2 separate regions of the Mus musculus genome follow, and region 2 is linked to region 1. A link is a contact called in public HiChIP or PLAC-seq data. All regions are on one chromosome and are shown on one strand. Each heading gives the region's core, a stretch centred on a gene start, on an enhancer-like site or on the middle of the called end of the contact. The rest is flanking DNA. Distances are from core to core; before and after follow the strand shown. Region 1 has its middle 12 kb from the start of Musk. Region 2 overlaps Musk (muscle, skeletal, receptor tyrosine kinase).

Region 1 (7,272 bases), core at 4,238-6,737:
AATGAGATCTGTCTAAATTGGCATAATGTTTGCCTAGGATACACTGGTTTCAATCACCAATACCCATACAAATAAGATTGGTAGTGAAGGCCTATGAGAGGTAGAAAGGTTAGAAGGTCAAGTTCTGCCTTGGCTACAAAGGAAGTTTAAGGCCAGCCTGGGCTGCCTGAGACCCAACTGGAAAGAAGGAAGGGGAAGGGGTGTTCCCTAATCATGAATTAGGAATTTGCTGATAATGTGAGACGTCTGTTTAACATCCTGAAGGGCTCTCGGAGGCCTGAGCATTGCAAGCACAGACCCCGGCGGTCTTTAGCTTTTTACTCTTCGTCCATTTGCTAAATCGTTAGATTGCCTTCCTAAGGCTCACCACCAAGGTCTACTCCCTATTTGGCCACTCACTCATTCCTGAGACTGGTCACTCTGGTCCAACTATCAAAAAATCAAGGTCCAGCAATCAAAATTCATTGTTGTGACTCATCTAGTTAAAATACCCAATGAGAACTCACCAATGTGCCCTAGTTCATTCTAACACAGACCTTCCCCTCCCCCCCCCTTAAAATTAACACTTGCAAAGCTACTTGCTGCTATTTCTGCCTGAGTCAGATCCATCTGCCTTGTCTCTTTGCCTTGTCTAGTAAAAGATCTCTTTGTGCTTGCACTTGGAAATTGGTGTCTGGGTTTGGTCTGTGCCTAATCAGGGTCCAGAGAGGATCACCTCACAGTATGAGGGTCTCGTCACATCCTAACCAAATTAAGGTGACAAAAGAGGGTTGGAAATCCTTGAATGAGAGAAGCGTTTGGTTGTAGACATAAGATCCCGAGTTTAATCGCACACAAGCAGCGCCATGGTAGTGCATGGTTGTCATCTCAGCTCTGGGGAGACAGAGACAAGATCATACCTGGGCCTCACTGGCCAAATAGCCTAGCCTAGCCTAACCAGTGAGTTCCAGGCCAAAGAGAGATCCTGTCTCAAAATACACAAGGTGGCTGGCTTCTGTGGAATGATATCAAATGAAACTGACCACAGGCCTCCACATTCCACGTACACATGTATACACGTGTACCCACAGCAACACATACATGTATATGCTCAAAGAAAGCAAAGATTGAGGAATAATTTACTGGGAAGTTGAAGGAAACCCAGGCACATTCATTCTTGTGAGCAGAAGGAAAAAAAAAAGTCCCTGAAGAGGGAAGAGGAGGCCAGCTTGGTCAACCACCACTGAGAGCAAGAGAGGGCTAAGGAGCAGGAAGTGGCAATCCATCTGCATAGCTGGTAACCTTGACAGGCTAGGTCATACCATAGATCTGAGAGCTAGCATGAAATCAAAGCATGGATTAGAAATGTTTCCCACCAGCCCTTCAGAGAACCCTGAGTTGGTTAAGTTCAGCCTGACTTCATTTGATCGGCGGGCTGTTCATTTTAGAAAAACAAAACCGCCATAAAACATTAGAACTGAACAAATTGTTTTCCCAAAGTACCAGCCCCCTTCACTGCCAGATGATTGAAAGATCAAACACCAAATACATCCACATCTCCTTTTTTAGCTAACAATTTCCGTTTGTGCACACAAATTATCAAAGCGCTTCTGTCCATGAATAGCATCACACCGTCTAGCATCATCCATTGACACTGTGCAAAATGCTGACAAGATGCTGAGTCAATAATGGCTCAACAGTGTGCAACATTAACATCCAGAGTCCTTGGAAAGACTCTTTTAGTATAGAAAAATGCACCATTTCAGGGGGACAGCATCCTTTGCTTTAGCCTCTACAAAACTCCGCAGCGCCAGACAGTTCTAGATGAATTGTACCACAGGAGTGAATCAGCATGACACGGTCAAATTATTCACAGTCTATTTTTTGCAACAATCTCTTCGAGCTGATGCAAAGATAAATAAATGTGTCCCAGGCATAACTCTGACGCTCTCTGGAGATCAATTCAATTAAAATATAAAGCCACAGATATGACTTGCTTTTGTAGTGCCCTGGTAATGAGTCGGATTAAGGTCTGCAAACCAACCTCACTCCTGGCCTTTGTTCAAAGTCCCAGTGTGTAGCCCACGAGCCAGACTGGAGGTTGTATTAGGTTAGCCCAGGGAAGGGCCAGAGTGAACTGAGGACTACAGAAAGTCATGGAAATTCTGAGTTATGATCATAGCACTCTATGTACAATTATCCTACATACTCAGAATGATAATTTCTGTGGATGTCTGTTTATGAGTGAAGTAACTGTTTTGGCATCAGCCAGGTGAAATCATGATTGGCTGCATTTTTCTGGATTAAGAAATACTTGGAGACTGCACTAAGCTAATGTGACATTTAGTCAATTTTTTTTTATTCTCTCATATTTTCCTTTTGAAAAATATGTTTCAGATTTTAAAATAACAAGAAAAAAAAAACAATGATTTAAGTTACCATGTTTTAAGTATGTTTAAGTATGGCCATAACTTAGGTAATATTATATATATGTGTGTGTGTATATATACATATATGATATATATATATATTTCATATGACATGTAGAAAATATATGTCCAATAATATTTAAAGTACCCTATATACATTCTCATGTATATTTTTATTCTCATTGATGATTACAAATTTTCTTTTAATAAACAGATATAGCATCATCTGTGCACTCATTCGGTTTAAGTTTTGCAATTTAACTGTGAGAAATAAAACTGCCAATATCTGACTTATTTATTTTTAACTCATCTTCTAATTAAAACCTGCAGGTAAATATAGAATTTAGTTACTCAGTCAAAGTCTGTATTTATGAGGCCCTGTGTGTATGTTTCCAAATTTCCTTTCAGGTATTTTCTCCAGTATTCTACCACATGAATTCTACTCACACGGATTCTACCATACTATATTGATAGTTTTATTGATGATACATTAATTGTTGAAGAAAGAACCTGCACTATTTTGTCCTTAATGTGAAATTTAACCTTTTATGAAGTATGCTTGATGCCTGGTGTGTGTTTGACATTAGTAAATGTTGACTGAATGAACCAGAGACCCTTAATAACCATGGAGAGTTTCATTTATAACATAAATATAAGTTCAAGTCTTTTCACTCACAATCTATGTCCTAAAACTTGTAAGACAATTATGATGATTACCTGTGTGGTTAAGGAGGTGGGAATGTTGATTGTTTTTCTTTTCCATATTTTTATTACATTTGAGTGTGTGTCTGTGCCTATGTTTTGTGTGTGTGTGTGTGTGTGTCTGAGGTGTGTGTGTGTCTGAGGGGTGTGTGTGTGTGTTGTGTGTGTGTGTCTGAGGGGTGTGTGTGTTGTGTATGTGTGTCTGTGTCTGAGGGGTGTGTGTGTGTGTGTGTCTGAGGGGTGTGTGTGTTGTGTATGTGTGTCTGTGTCTGAGGGGTGTGTGTGTGTGTGTGTCTGAGGGGTGTGTGTGTGTGTGTTGTATGTGTGTATGTGTTGTGTGTGTGTGTCTGTGGTGTGTGTGTGTGTGTCTGAGGGGTGTGTGTGTATTGTGTATGTGTGTGTGTGTCTGAGGTGTGTGTGTGTGTGTTGTGTGTGTGTCTGTGGTGTGTGTGTGTGTGTTGTGTGTGTGTGTCTGTGGTGTGTGTGTGGCTGTGTCCGTGTCTGTGGTGTGTGTGTCTGAGGGGTGTGTGTGTGTGTTGTGTATGTGTGTGTGTATCTGAGGGGTGTGTGGTTTGTGTGTGTGTGTGTGTGTCTGTGTGGTGTGTGTATGTGTGTGTGTGTGTGTAATGGTGCATGTGCAGAGTTTGAAGGACAACATTCTTTCTTTCTACCACACAGGTCCTACACATTGAACTCAGGCTGTTTGGTTTGACAGCAAGCCTGTTTGTCTTCTGAACCTTCTGATCAGTCAGTCCTCTTTCTAAATTGGATGATCTGTTCTTTGTATAATGCAGATATGTTCCTACTGAGAGAGTGGAAGTAAAAGTGATACAGTTGACATCAGGGCTGGGGAAATAGTTTAGCAATATAGAATTTGCCCTGGATACCCAAAGACCTGAGTTCTATATTTAGGTCTACCATAGACAGTTGCCATCAAAACTAGGTCCACACATAATGATTGAGTACATAACATTATGACATGTAGACCTAGTCGATTCTAAACTGGAAAGAATTCGGTACAAACTTTTTAATATAGTCCCATATCTAATTAAATTGTGTTATAAAATTCTACTAAACCATGAAAACATGGGTAAATATCTTCAGAGGTTAGTACTGATGGTACCCAGCCAAGGAATCTCCCAGGGTAATTGAGATTTATTTTTCAACTGGGCTTCTGATTTCTCTTAAATTTATCATTAGTAGGATGGTGTTAATATGCTCTATTGGTCTCTTCATCAAGTGTTTTTCACCCACTCATATAGTTCATCCTGAAAAGAATGCTAGAAGACAGGGGCTAACACCTCCTCACTTCACAGATGAAAGGACTGAGTTTCTTTCAGTCAAGAAAACCTGGACCTAACACCAATGCTCTCAGCCCTTACCCGTGGATTCTCTCAGTCATGCAACAGATATTTGTTGTGTGCTTACAAATGTGCCGGGCACTGTGCTGGGTCCTAGGAGTCCGGTGGTGCTCAAAACAAGCACGGTGCCTGCTCTCTTTGAGGGTTCAGTAGGAAGAGCAAGGATTAAATACGGAAGCGCAAGTTGAGATAATAGCTATAAAGAGAAATTACAGGGTGCTCTGGGGTGCTCTGAAGGCTCCCTTCCTGAGATACGACAACCAGCAAAGGTTGCTCTGGGAGAGTGATAATTAAGCTAAGAGTTGATGGATTAGCCTAAGTCGATGAAAACCTGGGGAAGAATGTAGGAGGTTCTGAGAAGAGCATGGCCGAGTGTTTTCTAATCCTTTGACAAGCTTTCACAGTGAGATCTATCTTAGCCCCGGGTCATTAAAGATCAATTTCTCTGTGTCCCCCTCTTCTGACTTTATATTCACTACATCTGCTTTTAGGGACGGATATTTGCTTTCCATTCAGCTTGACAATAAGAAGAATGCGCTGACTGAGCAAGCCTTTGCTGCTTGTGTTTGTTAGGAGAGTCCTTCCTCCTTGCAACTTAGTAAATCCATGTTATAGCAATCTCGAGTACGTTGTCTTCTTGTGAAGTCTGCTCACTGCAATGGTCTAGCTTCTGCATTGTTCCTTCCCAGTTTCCACCAGCCTTCCCTTCAATGCTCCAAATGATTCTGTCTTGACCACCCTCACTTTTCCATGTGCAGCTCTAGAAATGGGTCATATTTCCTTTAAAAGAATGATGTCTTTAAACTGATAATCGATTTAGTGAGCACGCACTCCTTGATTATATTGATGGGGTTTAGTGTAAAGAGAATCCATTTGGAAGACAGTCTGAATGAAATCATGTTCGGAGTATTCGGGGAAGAAAACAGAGACCATCTTGCCTTGGCAGTCATGTGCTGAGTGACTAATGCTGGTGTTCCTTTATGAGACTGTTTTATTATAAAACTGTAGTAAACCGTGCTGGCATGTCCCCACAGCCAGCATGGAAATGAACTTACTCATAATATTTACTTCTTCTCCAGAGTGCCTAAGCAGACCTGAAACATCTGAACTAACAAAAGTCCTCCAACTTATAATATGTCCCAGCTGTTGTGAGGCTTGTGTGCGTGCCTCTGTGTGTGTGTGTGTGTGTGTGTGTGTGTGTGTGTGTGTGTGTGCACCTCGGAGGGGATTTCCTTGTATTTATTCATTTATGTGCCCTTTGCAGTAGGGCAAGCTCCGTCCGACTGGAATTCCATGTGTCTTTCCTGAGCATTTGTTATGTGTAGAACATTGGCTCGTGTCTAAAATGTCTTCCAAGCAGGACGCAGCTGAGAGCCATGAAAGATGAGATTGTATATTGTTTAGGCACAGTGATATGACTGAGTGGTATTTTCACAGTCAACAATTCATTTTTCTGCCAGTACAGAATGCCACATTATTAACAAGCGGGTATTATCTGGTGACTCTCATGAAAAGATACATTTGTATTACTGTTTTCTATTATTAATTGTTTATGAGCAGCTGGTTAACTTTTAATATTACAGAGATAAAAATCATCAGGGGCTCTATTAAATTTGGTTCTTTTTTTTCTTATCATCTTCTCTAAGTTGGGAGAACAAAGCAAGACAGGTCATAAATGTCTCAAATTTGAAAAAAAAATGTAAGGAGTGCAAGAAAAACCCATTATGTGTCTTTCCCACCTTCTTTCTAAACAGGAGCATTTACTCAAGTAACTGAACTTAACTCTGGGGTTACAGCAATGGGCAAGTCTCTGAGCAAGAAACTTGCAGCTTGGCCAAGGAGAAGAGTAATGATATCAACAATTAATACTGAGTGCAGGGCTTGGGGATTCAGTGGTAGAATGCTTGCCTGGCCAAGATCATGAGTTATAACCACAGCACCAGAAAAAGACCAGAACACAAGGGCATAGGTCAGCTGATGGAAGGCTCATCTAGAATACTTAAAAATCTACCTTCTTTATTCAGCTTTACAGAAACAGGGCACAGTGGGGCACATGCGCAATCCTAGCAACAGGAGGTGGAAACAGGAGGATCAGAAGTTCAAAGGCATCCTTGGCTTCCTAATACGTTTGAGGCAATCCTGAGGTCCATGAGACCTTGTCTGGGAAGTAATAGGCAGGTTGTAAGGAGGGAAGAGGGGAGAGAGGACAGTGTCAGAGAGGTGTGCTGAGAACACATGGGAGTCTGAGGATGCTCACACAGATTGGCGTTTGAGCTGAGAAGTCAACTAGGCACATAGGAGGTCAGGAAAAGGAGTATTTGGGGAAGAATCCCAGGAAGTGGATTCCATAGGATGCAGGGATATGAGAGCTATTCTTGCATGATTTTTCTTTCATTTTGTGCCTTTTTGTGGCTGCCAAGTGAAAGCTATATGCCGAAGGGTGCAAAGGAAAAAAATTAAAAGGAACAGACAGAATCACTTTGCATGCCTCATGGGTTATTCTCAGACCTCATGATATCATCTCAGGAGTGGAACACCTGCCTAATATGTATAAACTTCTGGGTTCAATCTCCAACAACAACAACAACAACAAATTAGAAAAGATAGAAGCAAGTTTTTAATTATGTGTAAATAAGTAAACAAAAATCTAAAGTTTCTAATGCAGAAATTCACCACTGCTATAGTGTGTTGTGTGTGTGTGTGTGTGTGTGTGTGTGTGTGCACAGACATGTAGTTTTGCTCCTAAGTCTCCAGGCCCTTCACCCTTCCACTTTCAGGACCTGCTATGGCATCAAGACCCT
Region 2 (7,181 bases), core at 1,158-3,657, 87 kb before region 1:
AACAAACAAACAAACAAACAAACAAAAGCCAACAACAACAACAACAACAACAAAAACTAAACTAAACTAAAACCAGCTATTAGAGCTATAATGACCAAGTTTAGTTCAACATGGGCAGAACGTTCTCACAGTTAATGGAATGAATTTTAGTTGGGAAAGCCTGCAGAGACACGGCAGAAGAGAGTCAATTGCTTCCAAATCTGCATTTCTAGCTTTCCCATCTCTGCAAGATGGATCCAAATCAGCATTTCAAATGATTAAAATATTAATTCATTACAAACCCTCCCTCCTTCCCTCCCTTCCCTCTTCCCTCCTTCTCTCACTTCATTTATGCCCCCAAATAGTAGCTAACTATTATGGAATCTGAATTTTAGAAGCAAATTATACATTGATCTAAATGGCGATTAAAAGCTTGTCAAGTTATCTGGATGATGGAAAAATAGAAACATTTTTATCTACAGGAGCTTCTGCAGAATCCCTCCTAACCATGGGAGAAGCGATGGGCATCTCTTTTAGAATGAATCTGTTACAACAATCAGGCAAGCTTTACATGTGATGTCTTGGAAATTTAAAAAGAAGATAATATCCCTTCACTGGGAGTCCTGCCTGGGTACAGGAGGTGGCCACTTCAGGGTCCATATCCCCCACGGCCAGGAGTCTCAGCTAGAGTCACCCCAATAGATCTTCTGGGGCCTCTCCCCATCCCAGGTCTCTGGTAAGTCCTAGAGATTGCTCTCCCACTGCCAATCCCCCTTCTCTCTCCCTTGCTCTCTCTCTCTCTCTCTCTCTCTCTCTCTCTCTCTCTCTCTCTATATATATATATATATATATATATATATATATATATATATATATATATATATATATATATATAATTTCCCCTGCCTCACTTCCCTCCCCATCCCCTCTACCACCCAGTTCTTTCCTTCCATAGACCTCTCATATCTATTTTGTTTCCCCTTCTGAGAAAGATTCAAGCATCCTCCCTTGGGCCCTCCTGGTTATTTGGGCTCTAAGGGTCTGTTGATTATAGTGTGGTTATCCTGTACTTTATGGCTAATATCCACTTATAAGTGAATACATGCTATGCATGTCCTTTTGAATCTGGGTTACCTTGTTCAGGATCATATTTTCTAGTTCTATACATTTGCCTAAGAAATTCATGATGCCCTTGTTTTTAGTAGCTGAATAGTATTCCATTATGTAGATGTAGCACATTTTCTGTATCCATTCTCCAGTTGAGAGACATCTACATTGTTTCCAGTTTCTGGCTATTACAAATAAAGCTGCTATGAACATAGACAAATGTCTTCAACCCAAAATGTTTCTTGCCTACAAGATGTGCAGTGACAAAGAGCAGAGACTAAAGGAATGGCCAACCAAGACTGCCCCAAATTGAGACCCATTCCATGGGCAAGAGCCCTGATACTATTAATTATACTCAGTTATGCTTGCAGACAGGAACCCAGCATAACTGTCCTCTGAGAGGCTCCATCCAGCAGCCAGTGGAAAGACATGCAAAGACTCACACTCAAGCATTAGATGGAGCTGCGGGGGGTCTTAGAGAAGAATTGAGAGAAGGATTGATGGACATGAAGAGGACAGTGTTAACTGACCTGGACCTTAGGGGCTCCCAGAGACTGAACCACCAGCCAAAGAGCTAGCACAGGCTGGACCTAAACCCTCTGCACATATGTAGCAGATAAGCAGCTTGGTCTTCACGCGGGTCCCCCAACAACAGAAGCAGGGGATATCTCTGAGTCTGCTGCCTGTTCGCCTACCTGCGAATGCCATTCCCCTAAATTGTCCACCTTGTCTGCCCTCAGTGGGAGAGGATCCACCTCGTCCTGCAGCGACTTGTGCGTGGAGGGGGGAGCGACACTCAGAGGGACACTTAAAGAGGGAAAAGGTGGAATGGGGGGAGAACTTTTGTGAGGAGGTACTGGGAGGAGAGGAAGGGCTGATACTGGGCTGTAAAGTGAATAAATACTTATTTTTTTTAAAAGAAGGTAATAGAGAAGCGTAAGCTAAAACGATGTAAAAATTAGACTTTGGTGATGTAGCCCTAATCAGACAAACTGGGGCTTGAATATTGGCTTTCCCCAACACTAGACAGGTCATGTGGGACAAGCCAGTTGACCTGTTTCTCACATTGACTAGGATGTGGAGTGGAGCATGGTCATGGCACACACTCTTATAGGGCCGTGGGGGGCTTAGGAGAGACTGTATACCCACCATACTAATCGGTTTGTCAGGATTTGGCACACGGTCATTCACTCCCCAGGTTCTTGAGTGATGAGAAAGTTGGAAGGGACAAGAAAATGGATGGAGTGTAGTTCTCCATGACCAGAATAAGCCAGACTGCACTTCTCTTCTTCAAAGGTTTTGAAACAGAGGGCATGTTCCCTGCTGACTGTGCCTGGAAGGTATGTGACATCCCACAGAAGAGACCAACAGTATGCTCAGCACAGAGTAATGTAAATATCTTACAGTCATGACGTGTTCAAGGAGATATTTCACTTCAGCAAAGTAAAACAAACCCAGAAACTACTGAAACCCTAGTTCCCATGTTTGAGCAAGAAGATGATAAGACAAAGATAAAGAAGGATTTTTAAAAAAAACCGCTCTAATGCACCCCCCTTGTGAACTAGAAATGATTTTTGGAATTTATTAAGAAATCAAAAAGCAGGACCATCAAGATGGCTCAGTGGGTCAGATGTTCACAGTTGAGCCTGGTGCACTGAGTTTGATTCCCAGGACTCATATAGTAGAACTGACTCTCATAATTTGTCCTCTGACCTGTGGATGCATGTGAACACACACACACACACACACACACACACACACACACACACACACACACACACTAAATGTAAAAAGATCTTTAAAAAAACCATAAAGCAAGGACTATTTGAGGACTCACTATATTCCATAGAGCACAAGTTGCTGTGTGTAATAAGGACACGTTGCTAGATTACGATAACAGAGATGACTGCTTGCTTTTAACTCAGAGAGCATAGACAGAACCCACCTACATGCAGAAAAAGCAATCCCTTGACAACATTTGGAGCTAATTTTCTCAAATCTATCAAAAATCTCATAAAATTGTTTTCCAAAGACTAGGAAATTAGTATCTGTGGCTAGTTTGTGTTGCTCAGTATTTCAACTTGTAGGAGCTATTTCTCTCCTTCTTCCTGTGGGTCCCAGGGATTGATCCATCAGGATTTACCCTTTGAGCTGTTTTTCTGGCTCTTCTGATGACCCTTTTAAAATCATTTGGTTTAATGTTGCAAGTATTATACTGAAAATAGGGTATCCTGAAGCAACAACAATAAAACCCAACTGTGGTGGTATGAATGGAAATGGCCTCCGTGGTCTGATGTGTTTGAATGCTTGGCCCATAGAGAGTGGTATATTAGGAGGTGTGGCCTTATTGAAGTGGGTTGGAGGAAGTGTGTCACTGTGGGGGTAGGTTTTGTGGTCTTCTACACTCAAGCTATGCCCAGTATGGTACACAGTCTCCTCCTGCTGCCAGTGGTAGAACTCTCAGCTCCTTCTTCAGCACCACATCAGCCTGCATATCACCTTTTCCCCACCACGATGATAATGAACAAAACCTCTGAAACTGTAAGCCAGCCCCAGTTTAAATGTTCCCTTTGTAAGAATGGCTGTGGTCATGGTGTCTCTTCACAGCAATGAAAACCTTAAGACACTCAAAGGAGAGTATTGTATAGTACAGATAGCTTGGGAGAAAGGATTTGGAGTCTTTTTACCTCAAAGAAGTGATAAGTAGGTACCTAGGAGACAGGCTTATCTGAATTTGAATATTCCGCAGGATATTAAAACATGGTACAATACTCCTCAGATATGTCCAATTTTATGTGTCAATTTTAAAAAAGTTAAAAGGAATCTCAAATCCTGATTGCACACCACACCAAACACACCAGGATGTGTATGTGGGGGACCCAGGCAGCCACACTGTTTTAAGCTTTCCAGCTGATGTCAATGTGCAGGACTGAACAGACAATCACTCTGAGCCAGTGCATGGTGGCACACATCTGCGATCTCAGAATTCCAGAACCAAAGCCAAAACGTTTGAGGCCATCCTGAGCTACTTAGTGAGACCATAACCAAACACATCCAGCATTGAGGACGTGGCTCAGATGTGGAATGCTTGTCTGGTACTGAACTGGCCATGAACTTGCTCCTCATGGCCACCCAAATCCCAAGTTTATTTGAGCACCTTCAAAGAAGGATCGGAAAATTCCAGTTCTTCAGATAAAGACAATGGCACAGGTTGGTCTTGAAGGTTTTCATTTTTAAAGGACACAAAGGTGGGTGGGTAAAGAAAGGAGCTTGTTCTGGGAAATGTTGAGTAGAGGGGTACAGAGGATCAAACTCTGTATAAAACTCTCAAAAAGCTACTTATAAATGTGCACAGTCAAAAATGAGATTCCTATGCCATATTAAGACACAACCAGAAACTGAGATTCCAATGACATACTAAGAACTTTCCTCTGTTACTAGTAGAATGATCAATTTTAGAGTTAAAACAAAATACTTTGAAAAGTGGGAATATAGGTGATTCGTTGTCCTTTTCATTTTCCCCCTTTGGTCAAATAATAAGAGGTTCTATAATTAATATAGAATTTGTGTATAATAACTCAAGGACCAAAAGAAGATGAAGAAAAAAAAAACAGTACACTTATTTTCAAAAAAAAAGAAAAAAAGACTTGTCACAAATAAAGATCACAAATCATCTCAATAGAGGAAAAAATAGTATTTGTTTCCATCCAAAAATAATTACATAATATAAAATTGTGACTGCAGAATCAGAAGGCTACATATAAGCTTGGCTGATTTTGCAAACATATGAAATATAAAACAGGCAACCATCTTGAGGTGGAAGATAGTATTTGTTCTATTCCCTGAGTGTTACACACATTCTCTGTGTTCTACTTAGAAGCTAGAAGCCAAGGGAGTGGATGCGCTCTGACACTTGTGCATGGGCGCTAATGATGCTCGCCTAGTACACTGTGTTCTGGATTTAGGGAAGTGTAGTGTAAATATACATGCACGAATCCACTTACAGACACAAATTTCCGAGGCACAAACAAAATTACTTACTTGTTATGTTTTCTTTTTTATAATCTGAGGGGGAAAGGATAAAAATTGGTTTTAAGTAAGCGTTAAGATACCTCTTAGACCCTGTGAGCTACAGCTAAGAAATGTGGCTTTCTCTCTCAGCGTTTAAATGAACGACAGAAAAGCATTCAAATGTGAAGAGTGCGTCTTTGAAACTAAACCAGTCCTCATGCAGTGGCTGGGTTGTGTTTTGTGAGGTCAGCGTTTTCAAACATGTGGCTTATTTCTGCATGCTTAAAAAATCTGCATCGTTGGCTAAGGAAGAGGATTATTTCTTCCATTACGCCATTTCTCTGACAAACTATGAGATGTTCCTTAGCCATTTTCACATACATTCCAGAAAATGTTACACTTGTAAGCTCCTCTATGAAATAAAGCAAGATCCAAGCAGCAGTTAAAAGTGCCCTTTGATTTATTTGAAAACAAATGAAATGAGTCTTTATGAAAGCCTATGCAATTAGGAGAGCATTAGGATTCTGCAATTATGTGTGTAGAAATGGCAAAGCAAAAAACATTATTAGAACAGCCTAGAAAGCCTAAAAATGTTAGGTGCTTTAAGTACAAACGTTCCTTGACTGGAAACAGTAAACATTTCCTTAACTTCCAAAGTCTGGAGGAACTTCTTTGTTACCTAAATATGGCAGTCTTGTGCAGGCTGTGGGGTCCCGGTGCATGCTGGGAAGCTTGCTGCACTCTGGTACCGGAAGGAGATGCATCCCAGATCTGTAGAGGCCCCGGTGGGCCTTTCCTTCCATTGCCTGCCATTCCTTTGCACAGAAGAGCTCCTTTACCGCCAGGCAGTACTCTCTGAAACGGTGTAAGGCAAGAAGACTTGATGAATCATGACGAGTTGAAGACAAACTTGCAGCGGGGCTTAAATTTTGTATTTTTGAAACATCATCACATCGTAAGTGTTTTTCCTTATAGAAGCAAATTTGAAATGAATATACCTTAAATAATGCAAGACATTAAAGATACGGTGTTCTATGCTATGAAATGAAATACTACTCTCTTGCTAGTTTTTTTTTTTTTCTTCAAATTTAGAATGAATTAGAAACAAGTCCTGGTATATCCTCTCTCAAAGTTCATATTAAAAATAAAGGTATAGGGGCTGGGGAGATGGCTCAGAGGTTATGAGCACTCGTTTGTTATCCTTGTAGAAGACCAGGTTCAATCCCCAGCACCCACATGGTGTCTTACAGCCACCTGTAACTGTAGTTCCATGGGATCCAAAGGCACTTGTATGGTACACATACATGCATACAGGAAAACATTCATACACATAAAATTGAAAAAAAAAACCTTAAAAAATAAAGATGCAGAAACAAGGTTGGTTGACAATTTAATGAACATACAAACTAAGAACAGGGGCCATCACCTCGGGGCTGATGGACAGAGATCAAAAAGGAACGTGCTACACTTCAAGGTTCTGCTTGCTTTGCTCCTGGAACACAGCAGCAGCTCCTGTAACAGCTTACAGGAGCGCTTTGGGTTCCTTAGCCAGCCCTTCCCTGGAGAAGCAGAGTCCTGCCCTCAGGGTACAGCCCTTAGGTCGAGACACATGTAATAATCGGAGATGCTGAAGAAGGACTGATTGGGTTAACTGGAATTTGGACATTAATGTCTGTTTGAGTTTATTAGGACAAACTGCATCAAGAGAAACCTGGGTAATTCCAAATTAAGATTGGTAGGACTAATAATAAGCGGATAATAATTTAAAAGGGAAAATAATTAAAGTACCTAAGGGCTTGGATTTAGCCCAGTAGTAGATCGTTTGTGTAGCGTGTACAAATGTACACACACACACACATTCACTCACATACAAACTAAAACACATACACATGCTCATATACATGTATACATGCGCGCACACACACACACACACACACACACACACACACACACACACAGAGAGAGAGACACAGAGAGAGAGAGAGAGAGAGAGAGAGAGAGAGAGAGGATGACAGGTGTCCTATGTCCTTATCAAGGAGGGAATTGCATTTGTGTGTATGGGTGTGTACATACATATATCACAG

Evidence for each region. HiChIP or PLAC-seq counts read pairs in DNA pulled down with a chosen protein or histone mark.
Region 2: a contact with region 1 is called in a CTCF HiChIP or PLAC-seq map of the NIH/3T3 cell line, with 12 read pairs. The contact joins two enhancer-like sites. A contact is called at or near these places in 4 of 39 promoter capture datasets (the 3T3-L1 cell line, 3T3-L1-derived adipocytes, epiblast stem cells and 1 more), 2 of 15 datasets of contacts at CTCF or cohesin (the NIH/3T3 cell line and large pre-B cells), 5 of 484 Hi-C or Micro-C datasets (the C3H10T1/2 cell line, the HPC-7 cell line, the Patski cell line and 2 more) and 4 of 9 other capture datasets (adipose tissue, liver, macrophages and 1 more).

What each region holds. Positions count from the first base shown.
Region 1 is chr4:58,270,231-58,277,502 of GRCm38.p6, reverse strand. No RefSeq gene overlaps it. Among named protein-coding and RNA genes, the nearest start is that of Musk, 12 kb to the left of the region's middle. Within about 2 kb of position 5,487, at least 47 of the 459 cell types and tissues checked have an H3K27ac peak or open chromatin away from gene starts, as enhancers often do. A contact at or near this core is called in the NIH/3T3 cell line, where this site is marked.
Region 2 is chr4:58,354,452-58,361,632 of GRCm38.p6, reverse strand. It overlaps Musk (muscle, skeletal, receptor tyrosine kinase), which reads right to left. Exons shown (of 15, transcript NM_001037129.1): 11 at 5,777-5,952. Among named protein-coding and RNA genes, the nearest start is that of Musk, 72 kb to the right of the region's middle. Within about 2 kb of position 2,407, at least 8 of the 459 cell types and tissues checked have an H3K27ac peak or open chromatin away from gene starts, as enhancers often do. A contact at or near this core is called in the NIH/3T3 cell line, where this site is marked.